2 separate regions of the Triticum aestivum genome follow, and region 1 is linked to region 2. Evidence: chromatin contacts called from public Hi-C data. All regions are on one chromosome and are shown on one strand. The core of a region is the stretch at or near the end of the contact, and the rest is flanking DNA. Distances in the headings are between cores, read along the strand shown.

Region 1 (5,465 bases), core at 153-2,652, 250 kb before region 2:
AACAATATTCATGACATACAATGTAACAAAAGATTCAATGTGTATTTGAAAAATGTTTACCATTCATTTGAAATTGTTAAAAAACATATATTTGAAAAAAATGTTAATCATCGATTTAGAAAATAATAAACATCTAGAGTATTAAAAAAGGTTTTGATGTATATGAAGAATGAACAATGTGAATGAAAAGAAGTCAACACGAACGCATATATTATAAAAAATATTAATCATTTATTTGAAAAAACTAAACATCTAAATTTGGGGCCGCGCACGAGGCCCACCCGAAGTGTACTGGGCCTGATCTGGTCCAGATCAGCCTCGTGTTCCTCCCCCTAAAAAGGGCTCGACTGGGTCGTCCCAAGTCCCAACAGAGTGATTCAGAGTTTCTCAAAAAAAAAAAACAGAGTGATTCAGATTTCTCTCCGTCAGAAAAAGAAGAAACTGAGTGATTCAGATTTCTTATCTTGGGTTGTGGATTCCTCGATGTCCTGTCTTCATTTCCTGGGACACAGTATGTTGGCGTCATTGCATTGCTCACCGGTCAAGCTGAAAGATTATGAGCGCCAAAAATTCGATGATGATACTATAAGATACTCCATGATTGCGACGTTATATCCTCAGTCGATAACATCTCGAGGCTCCAGCGAGAGCTACTACTAGTACTACTATCATGCATGAATTATTATTACGCCATTAGTTAAAGTTGAATGGTTTATCCACCTGCAGCTCTGGAGTTTACATACACTGATTGAGGCGTCAGTGTCGGGATGCGAGCGAGCAAGGGAATTCGGGCAAGGCACGGCAAGCCAAGCCGGACGAACCAGCAAACCTCAGGTTCATTTGGGCGGCTGAGATGCACCGTCTACGTGTGCAGGACGCGAGGGAACAGTCGGTCAAACCATGCTTGTTAGTATGTAAAATCTGGAATGGCGGTCGTTGTCCGGGATGACCTGTGACGCAGACGCGCCGTGAGGTGGCACTAGACAACAACGCGGCGATGATTGATGGACCGATGGTGTGCGTGAAGATCTTCAGCCACTCGAAACCCTTGGTCACTCGTCGGCCGTTTCGCGTCAGCAAACGTTGAGGACGGGCCGTTTGGGATCAGGTTAGGTGCAGTAGTGCCCCGACGCGATCCTTGGTCACCAAGGAAAGGATGCGGTGCAGGTGGGTCAATGATACCATGTCAATCTCAGATGACAAGTTACACACAAGGTTTTTGTGGCGCAAATGAATGGCTACGCGTATGTTGTCCATGACTAGTTATAGCAAAAAGACGTGCTGAACCGCGATCTAGCGAACGGTCGCACGCGACGGCGACGTGGGATCCGGTCGACCGGGGACGGGGCCTATAGCGGGCGCACGACACGGCGACTTCCCCTGCCGATAGAGGGCGGGCGTGGAATCTCAGCCCAAAGATTCGACCATCATCCATCCACCGCAACAAACAGGGCGAGGGCGCACGGGCGATCGAGAATCTGGCGACACCGGCCGGGCGGCCAGATCCATCCCCTTCCATTCTTTATCATCTCTCCCGTCCGTCCGGCGTGGGGGCCGCCGCCCGCCCGATCTCGCCCGCCCTCCCTCCTCCGCAAGTGGCACCGGAGGAGCGGGCACGGCACGTGCGGCGCCTTATCTTCAACCGCCCTTCTTTTTTCTCCCAACAAGCACTTCCCTGAAATTCCAGGAGAGATTAAAAAAGGAAGGATACATTAAGCGCCGTGGGGGCGACGCGTGGGCGGCCGCGTCCGCCGCTCGCCACTGTGCGTGCCGCTGGAGCCCGCCCGTCCGCATCCGCTTCTCGCTCCTTCCTTTCCTTTTCCACCCGCATCCGCTTCTCGGCCCTTCCGTGCGTGCTGCGTGGCCCGCAGCCGGAGAGGCCGATCGACTGCTTCGGACGGACACCCACCCGCCGGAGGGGTCACGTACTGCGTGTGGCCCGCAGGCACCAACCAAACTCGCTGCGCGAAAGCACCACAGTTACATGCCACCCCACGGCCGCAATTTCCTAAACCAAGCGCAAGAACGAGAGAGAGCCTTGCTGCAACGCCACTATGGGCCAACACTTGTGCCGTGTCCAACTGGCGGCGGCGCCGATCCTCGTTAGCAGCGTTTCTGTGTCGTGTGAGCTAGGTTCCGCCGAAAGAACATTTGTTTGCTGTCTATTAGCATGTGCTTACGCCGGTTTCCGTTTTGCCTTCTTCGCATCATTCCTGTATCTCAGCAGTCGTTCAAGTTTTACGCATGGACCGACATTCGTGTCGCGCCGAATGGGCGACGATGTCTATCCTCGTTTGCAGCATCTTTTTGTTGTGCGAGGAGGTTCCACAGAAAGAACATTTGTTTGCTATCTATCTATCTATTATTATTATGTGGTTTTTCCATTATTATGTGGTCTTCGCATCATCTCGTAACTGAGCATGTCTTTATTTGTCAGTGCTTCTTAACGACCGTCGTGAGTGGCGCCGCTCATGAACCACTCGTTTTACTTGCACCATTTCAGTACTGTCGCTTTCAGTGTCCGAGCGGCTTTGCTGCTTGTTAGCAATTATATCATGAGCCGATCCGGTAACACATTTTACGTCATTTACCTTGCTTATTGTACTTTTTATATATGGTATTATTAGCCAAGTGGTATCATTACTTGCTAATTATAGTATCACGAGTGATGTAGCTCGTTTTTTTAGCAAAAGAGGGCTTCCCCTCCGATTTCATTTAGAGAAACCAACAATAGCCACAAGATTCGCGGCCACATCCAGGCCAAACTAAAAGGTCCAACACTACTACAACCTTCCAACCATAATGCAAACTAGCAAAATTACATAGCAGAGTTCTCGGGAGCTAAACTCACACAGGGGAAGTCTATTACTGAAGAAGAGCAACATAACACTAGCGACTACTACTACTGCCCAAACGCAAAAGAAAGTTCTCCCGGGCAACAGAGAGAGCTCCCAAGTGGGACGACCGGAGCTCCAGCGAAACCCCCAATCTTGGAACGCAAATCCTCCACCCCTGAGAGGCCCGGTAGATCTCACTTGCCACCTGTTCGATGAGTCTTGCTCCCAGCATCAGTAGTTTTCCCTCTGGGTCCTTTACCTGCAACACAGCCCAATCCGAAATCCAGTTACACATCATTTTAATCAGGACAAAGGGATCATTCAACCTTTTCCTATAAAAAATAATATCACTACAACATTACCAAATTGCACAAAGTAAAGCTGCAGTTCCAACCAGAACCAATTTCTTATCATTTTCAATGAAACTTCTTGCCCATCTTCCAAAATAATCATTTAGGTCGATACGGATAGAGCACAAACCAAAAGCACATCGGATCAAATTCCAAATGAGCCTTGCAACAGATCAAGAAAAGAAGGGGTGGTCAATATTTTCATTTTTTTTCCAAAGAACACACAATTCTTGTCCCCCTTCCACCCCCCCCCCCCAATTAATAAATTGTCCCTAGTTAAGATACTTTTTCTGTTTAGCAACCACAGAAAAAATCATGGCTGGAATCTTAATCTTCCATAGAAATTTCTGTGGGAATCCATAGTTAACTTTTATCATATTCAAGTATAAAGATTAAACAGAAAAAACTCTATGAGAAGTGAGCATCCACATTGGTTTATCTTTACCCCCATGCATCTGAACTTCCTAACATCTATCTTTAAGACTAGTCCACAATTCTATCGATTCATCATACAGAGATCTTTTGAAAGAAAATTTATGCCACCCTTAATCAATAGCATCATTGACTGAGATGACATGATCATTACTAATAAAATAATGAGAAGGGTAAGCATCTTTCAGAGGCTTATCACCTGCCACCAATCTTCCCAGAATCTAGTGTTTTTACCATCCCCAAGACGTTTGATAAAATATATCTTTCACTTTCATAAGGCTGGACCAAAACTAGGAATCCCCAGTCTTATGTGTCACCCCAGAAATACATTTTCCTTTTACATATTTTTCTAAAAGCATGTTTTGCCATAAACCTTTCTCACTTTCCATTTTCCAGATCCATTGTGCTAGCAAAGCATTATTGAAGACCTCCGAATTTCAGATCCCTAGGCCCCTTGCTGTTTTGGCATACAACAGGTTTTCCGAATCAACAAGATGGTATTTCTTATTATCTTCATCAGCTTGCCACACCAATGTAGCTCTATAGAAATCAAATTTTTTCTTAACCCCAACTAGGAGAGGGTAAAAGGACATCATATAGATTGGTATATTAGTCAGACATGATTGCACCAGTGTGACTCTCCCACCTATGTCCAACAGCCTCCCCTGCCAACAAGCACGCTCGGTGTACAAGGACATCATATGACCCACCTATGTCGTGCTAGTAGTCTACCAAGTGGCACACGGTACAAGTGGGCTTCGGATAGACTAGGCACCATGGCTCGGTGTACCAAGCATAGTTCCACCAGGCGAGGTAGGCTTGGGAACCCTGCACACATCATTTGGGCCCATGATAGAAACTTCGGCCGGACTTCCCTTGCGGGTTCAGCCTCAGATAGGCGATAAACCTGGACTAGAGTCTTGCATGGTTAGTCAGGTTGTGGCCGACACCCTCGCCAGGCTTCCGCTTGAAGGTTGTCGAGATACATGACGTGTATATGGTGGTAAGTGGTGAGAGTGTGTGTGTGGAGAAGTACACCCCTGCAGGGTAATATGATCTATTCGAATAGCAGCGTCCTCGGATATGGAATACTTTGAGACTTATATGGTTCATAGGTAACTTGAAGTGGATGCTCTAAAATGCGCAAAATAAGTGTGAGTGCTATGGATGGCCTTCTCGTAGGGGGACGGGAGCAGATCCATAGGGGTGTATTGATGTGGTGACTATGTGGACTCGTGTGCGCTCTCTCACCCCAAATAAATTACGGGTAGACGTAGTTCAGGATAACCACTGAGTCAAAGCTGACTTGCTGCAGTTAAACTCCACCACCCCATTGTTGATACAGATGCATATGTAGTTAGTTCTGATGTAAGTCTTGCTGAGTACATTTGTACTCACATTTGCTTAATTTATGTTTTTGCAGAGGAGACTTCAATCTCACTAGTAGTTCCACGTGAGCTTCGACGATTATCTTGGGAATCCCGGACAGAAGTCTGGTTCCTATGGAGGGTCTTATAGATAGATAGGCTTCTATCCTTCTTTCTTTTCAGTTGTCTGTACTTACACAGGTTATGCTTTCGCTTGTTGCTTGTATGACTTTGTATGTTGGGTCATATGACCCCTATTTGTAATACCATGTTATGTATGGCTCCTCGGAGCCTCTTAAATAAACCTCGAGTTGTGGAGCCATGTTGTGATCCCATGTTGTACCAACACATACTTGCATATGTATCCAACATGGCATCACAACATATCTATAATTTTTTTATTGTTCCATGCTATTATATTATCAATCTTGGATGCTTTATATACATTTACAAGAAACTTTATATCATTTTTTGGAACT
Region 2 (5,423 bases), core at 874-3,373:
TTTGTGAGTCGAAGAAGAGGATTGTCGTCGGCAAGTCCATTTTCGTTCTGGCCCGTCAACTGGGGATCATCCCTTGCTACTCGAAATGCAGGTCCGTTGCATGCCGTTGATGTCGTCGAGACAAAACACCGGAACCGCCACCCACGAGCCTCGAACCTTGTTCTTTTTTCTTTTGAGAGAAGACCATCATGACTAGCTTTATTGATTAATCAGTAGAGATACATCATCTACGAGCTTGCTCACCAGATAATCTGGAGGCTCATCGGTCCAACTAGAAGAAACTTTATTGGAATAACTAAACCTAGCTAGCACATGCGCCACTTGATTTGCTGATCGAAAATAATATTTAAACTTGACCTTCCCAATCAAGGTAGAGATGTCCACACATTCCGTGAATATCGCTACCGCCAACGTCCCACCAAGTACTCTGACCTTTACCTTCCCCCAAACAAAGAGGACACCGCATGAGGTGAGATCTGACATGCACACAACAAACACCATTAGATCCATCGCACCAAGGAAACGATGGAATAAGGTTCCCGCAGATCCCTCGATTTCACCACCGAGGATGTCGTCGAGATGGGATTGAGCTTGGGAAATTTTATTCCAAATGCCGGCATCACCGTCATCCATGCACCTTCGTGGAACACACTAAACCTAACCCTACCTACAACGGAGGCAGAGAGCCGGGGTTCCCTCACCCATCCATCGTCGGAGCGGTGATTGGGGCAAGAGAACCCACGACCTCGCCGGCAGAGCGCACGAGGAGTTGGTCGCCTCCCTGATAGTTTTTTTCCTGGATGAGAGGGATTCGTGGTTGAATCAACGGTAAAATTTTATCTGCACTTGTTTGCCAATCAGGCTCCGCGCGGTGCGGTGGGGTAACATCTACTCCCTCCTAGCAAAAACATCTTACATTTTGGGACGGAGGAAGTAGAATGCATGGAAGAGGGATGTTCAGATAAATTGCTGGCGGGGCTACTTTAGGGTAAATTTTGAAGCTAAATGAGAAGTTGAAAAGGAGCGAACGAGATTTTTTTTTTGTTGTTGAAATGGAAACACTCGTATTCCATCTAGGGCACGGCAAAAATGCTGGTTACAACACGGGTTACATCGACAGGGAAACTATCAACCCACAAGCACGCTTCACCATCAGCTGATACTGGACCCATGGCGGCCAGCACATGCGTTGGCTTGTTACAGCTACGTCCAACATGTACAATCTCAGTCTGAATGAACTTGGTACTGGATTTAAACTTGATGCCACGGAAGAGATCACCCGCAAAAAGGAAAAGCGCCCGGCCAACTCCAAGCTGATCAGCCACGGGAGAGGGCCAAGGCCTACGCATGGAGGGCGTCAGTCAGACCATTCGCTGAACATGGCTCCGGACAGTATTGGAATGCGTCAGTTTCCAGCCGTTTCTCACCGTGGTTGCCCCGATTACGTTCAGTCCACCATTGCCAAAGTAGGTATTGTCTGTCAGCAGTTTCTTCTCTTCTGCCAGCCGTAGGATAGCCTGAAGAATCTCGCAAAAGATAAATTATTGTCAGGAAATTAAGCAAGGAAAAAAGCAAAAATTATTGTCAGAAGTGGGGTTTGAACCCACGCCCTCGTTAGAGGACCAGAACTTGAGTCTGGCGCCTTAGACCACTCGGCCATCCTGACTTGTACGTACGGTTCGGTTTTAATGCCTTAATGTAGTCATAGCTACAACATCATGATATTGTATACAGTCCATCACTTTACATATACTTGTCTTTTGTCGTTGTTGTTGCGAAAGTGTACATATACTTGTAGAACTCCCATTTGAGATCCGTTCCTACAAGTAAATTCCTATCAACGCGAACATTCATGAATTTAGCATCGGCCTCAGAGTTCCTCTGAATAAAAATTGAAACATACTACTCTCTCGGTTCCAAAATAGATGACCCAATTTTATATTAAAGTTAGTACAAAGTTGGGTCATCTATTTTGGAAGTTTCTGAATTGCGAAAACAAAGATCATTTTCTTTTCTGCATGCTCATTCCGGTATCAAGCTGTTGCTAGGCAGGCTCGCAGTCGCAGCAGAGCAAGGAGAGGACACGGACAAGGAGCGAGCGCGAAACCACCTATCCTCAAGCCGGTGGATATGAGGCTGCAGTCAGTGACACCCAATCGGCCTCGACTCTCAAGGGGAAGGCCAGCACCTTCCCCTTCTCCGCTAGCTATCACTCACTCCAGCGCTAGCTCCGATGATGGCCGCCTCCTCCTTCCTCCCGCTCCACCTCCCGGCCTCCCCCAGGCCGGCCACCGTGGCCGCGAGGGCAGCCTCGGGCGTCGCGTCGACGGTGCCCGCCGCTACGCAGACGTCGCAGCTGGAGGAGACCTTCGGCCGGAAGGGCCTCCGGTTCGGGACGGACGCCACGGGCGCGCCCACGGCGGAGCTGAGCGTGCGCAACGGCAGCTCGCTGCAGCTGCGGCTCAACGACGGGCTGGTCACGTCGTACCGGCCCAAGGTGTCCTGGGAGGGCGGGGACGGCTGCCGGGAGCTGCTGCACACCGTGGCCGGCGCCGGCGCGGTCAAGGGCGGCGTCGGGCTCGTGCTCAACGAGGCCTCCTCCTCGTCGTCCGGCGGCGCGTCACTCCTCGGCGCGTCCGAGTGGTCCGTGGCGGACGTGGACTCGGACTCATACGACGCCGTGCAGGTGGAGCTCGGGTGCAGCGCCAAGGGGGCCAAGCTGGAGGTGTCGTACGTGGTGACGCTGTACCCGCTGAGCATGGCGACGGCGGTGATCGTCAAGAACAACGGGGCCAAGCCGGTGGAGCTGACGGGCGCCGTGCTGAGCCACATCAAGTTCGACAAGCGGCGGGGCACGGCCGTGGAGGGGCTCCGCGGCTGCCCCTACTGCTCCCACCCGCCGCCGGCGTCCGGGTTCGCGCTGCTCACCCCCGCCGAGGCCATGAAGCGGGAGGAGTCCGGGTGGTTCGGCGGCGGCGGGGAGGAGCCCCGGCAGGGCGCCTGGACCGTGGAGGAGAACCTCTACACCATCCTCAAGAAGAAGGTGAGCAGGGTGTACGCGGCGCCGCCCGAGGAGAGGAAGAAGCGCATCTACAGCACCGCGCCGTCCAAGTTCACCACCATCGACCAGGTTCGTTCGTCTCTTGGCTTGGGATGCATCATCCATTCGCATTGCTCACTGATGATATATGGCTTGTGATTTGCTTGGACAGTCTAGCGGGCTGGGGTTCAGGCTGGTGAGGATGGGGTTCGAGGACATGTACCTGAGCAGCCCGGGAGGATTGTACGAGAAGTTCGGCAACGACTACTTCCTCTGCACCGGGCCGGCGTCCATCCTCGTGCCCGTCGTCGTCGGCCCCGGCAAGGAGTGGAGGGGCGCTCAGGTCATCGAGCACGACAACTTGTAACACTTCCTTTTTCTTGCGTGCCAACAGAGTTAGAGAGGAAATCAATCATGTACATTCTTACACATGGGGATGAATCTTGTAACTGCCCACTGCGATCAATCTGTACACATGCGTAGTAGTACAAGTATAACATACAAATGAATTCTCAAACGAAATTACATGGGCGTGTGTGAAGAGGACTTGAAAACCTCAAACGAACGAGCAATAAAAATGGACTCTCCCTCATAGAATTCATCGCATCAGCTCAACATAATCCACACAACTCCAGACACAAGCATCTGGTACAAAAGAAAGAACCCAAGTGCTGGTGACAACATAATCAAATAAGCGCGCAATTTGCCGCCACCTATTTCTGCCAGTAAACAGTTTACTCAAGTAAACCCGCATCCTTAAGAGCAGTCTCAAAATTGTCCTCGCTTTTCCAGTTGGGGACCTCAGGCACTTTGTGCTGGAAGTAGTCCTCGATCTTTGTCATCACAACTTCATCAGTTTGACCACATAGCAGGTTGAACACAGCTCCTGTCACCACCAAAATTTCAGTTAGGCCACAAGATAAGCAACTCTACTCAACAGCGATTAACTCATAAACTGGTATATAACACAACTTATTATGTGTCCAACTGATAAATCATGAAAACTATCCAAGAAAATCAATTGAAAATCTCCAGAAATAGGAAATCACAACCTCTGAAGAAAAAAAATGAAAATGAGCAAACAAACGTGACATCTATAATCAACAAACAATGGTCACATCAGTTCTATCATATAGGAAGCTAAAAATCCTATTGCCAAATCCTACTCGCAGAAGACTGGTTCTGCTGACAAGTTCATCCTTAGGCTAGAACAAACAGGCATTACGATTGACTAAATGTAGCGTGTTTGCTTATCGATGGTTAACAGGTTCAATCTGTCATTATCCCAAGCCATTTAATTCCTATTAACACCGCGACTGTCTGGCACGGTGTTGACCAATATGCTACAGTGGTGTATGTACATAATAGACTGATAAGACATAAATTTACCTTTTCGGCCAAAGCGCCCAGCTCTGCCAATTCTGTGCAGGTACACCTCATAATCAGGTTCATCTCTCGTATTATACTTGATTGGCATGTCGTAGTTGATGACCAGGTTAACCTTTCAAAGGAAGAATGTTAGAAGGAAAATTTTAACTGGTGTGTCAAAATAGCACGGCGCGCATAGTACCTGTGCTTGGTCAAAACCTCGAGCAAGAACATCAGTTGATATAAGAACCTTGGTGTACCCATCTTTGAATTCCTGAATTACTTTTTCCCTCTCTGCTTGGTCAAGGGATCCTTGAATTGAGGAGCACACATAGTCCTCTTTTGTCAAAGCATTATGTACATTCTTAGTACTATTTCTTGTTCTCACAAAGATGATAACCTGTCCAACCTTTTGCCCAAACTCAAAGATCTTGTCCCTTATAACCTCTATTTTGGCCGCCTCATCAGGGACTCGGACTTTATATTGCTTTACTTTTTCCAAAGTAAGATCTTCCTTCTTCACAAATATTTGGTTTCCGTCCTTAATGGCCTTTGTAACAAACTCCTTCACTTTCTCATTGAAGGTCGCAGAGAAGAGAAGCACCTGGCATAAATAGAATTAAAATAAGTAAAAAAAGGAACCATATGGAAACAGAAACAATCACATCTAACCAAGAATTTAGCAATTATATAGCCAAGGCTAGTTGAATGGCACAGCCATGGGATTACACCGACAGGTACAAGCATTACAAAAGATTATCCACCACATGGACAAGGCTATTTGAGGACTGAAAGTATATCAACGCCATCAATGAAAAAACTTGGAAAAACTAAGGCAATAACACCAGCAGATTGGCTTTAAGATTACGATAATAGGAATGCCTGAATGTGCAATTAACCAATTACATAGAACACACCACAGTATAGGGTTCTTTCTAGTCCTAAAACTATCATCTTCAAAGATGCCCCATACATGAAATATGCAGTCTTCCAAAAATAAAGAAAATGAATACCA

What was found. Hi-C and Micro-C count contacts between places; a contact is called where the count stands out from the background.
Region 1: a contact with region 2 is called in a Hi-C map of leaf, with 9 times the contacts expected there. The contact joins the enhancer-like site here to the promoter of LOC123098473 in region 2. A contact is called at or near these places in 4 of 5 Hi-C or Micro-C datasets (leaf and an unstated tissue) and 1 of 1 datasets of contacts at active chromatin or transcription factors (leaf).

The regions. Positions count from the first base shown.
Region 1 is chr4D:443,376,023-443,381,487 of IWGSC CS RefSeq v2.1, reverse strand. No RefSeq gene overlaps it. Among protein-coding and RNA genes, the nearest start is that of LOC123098476, 54 kb to the left of the region's middle. Within about 2 kb of position 1,402, at least 8 of the 8 cell types and tissues checked have an H3K27ac peak or open chromatin away from gene starts, as enhancers often do. A contact at or near this core is called in leaf, where this site is marked.
Region 2 is chr4D:443,125,816-443,131,238 of IWGSC CS RefSeq v2.1, reverse strand. LOC123098473 (photosynthetic NDH subunit of subcomplex B 2, chloroplastic) reads left to right here and starts at 2,123. Exons shown (of 2, transcript XM_044520459.1): 1 at 2,123-3,130; 2 at 3,213-3,567. The coding sequence starts at 2,234. The coding sequence ends at 3,407. TRNAL-CAA (transfer RNA leucine (anticodon CAA)) reads right to left here and starts at 1,666; the gene lies at 1,583-1,666. It overlaps LOC123098471 (DEAD-box ATP-dependent RNA helicase 38), which reads right to left. Exons shown (of 7, transcript XM_044520458.1): 5 at 4,611-5,012; 6 at 4,430-4,541; 7 at 3,478-3,926. The coding sequence ends at 3,775.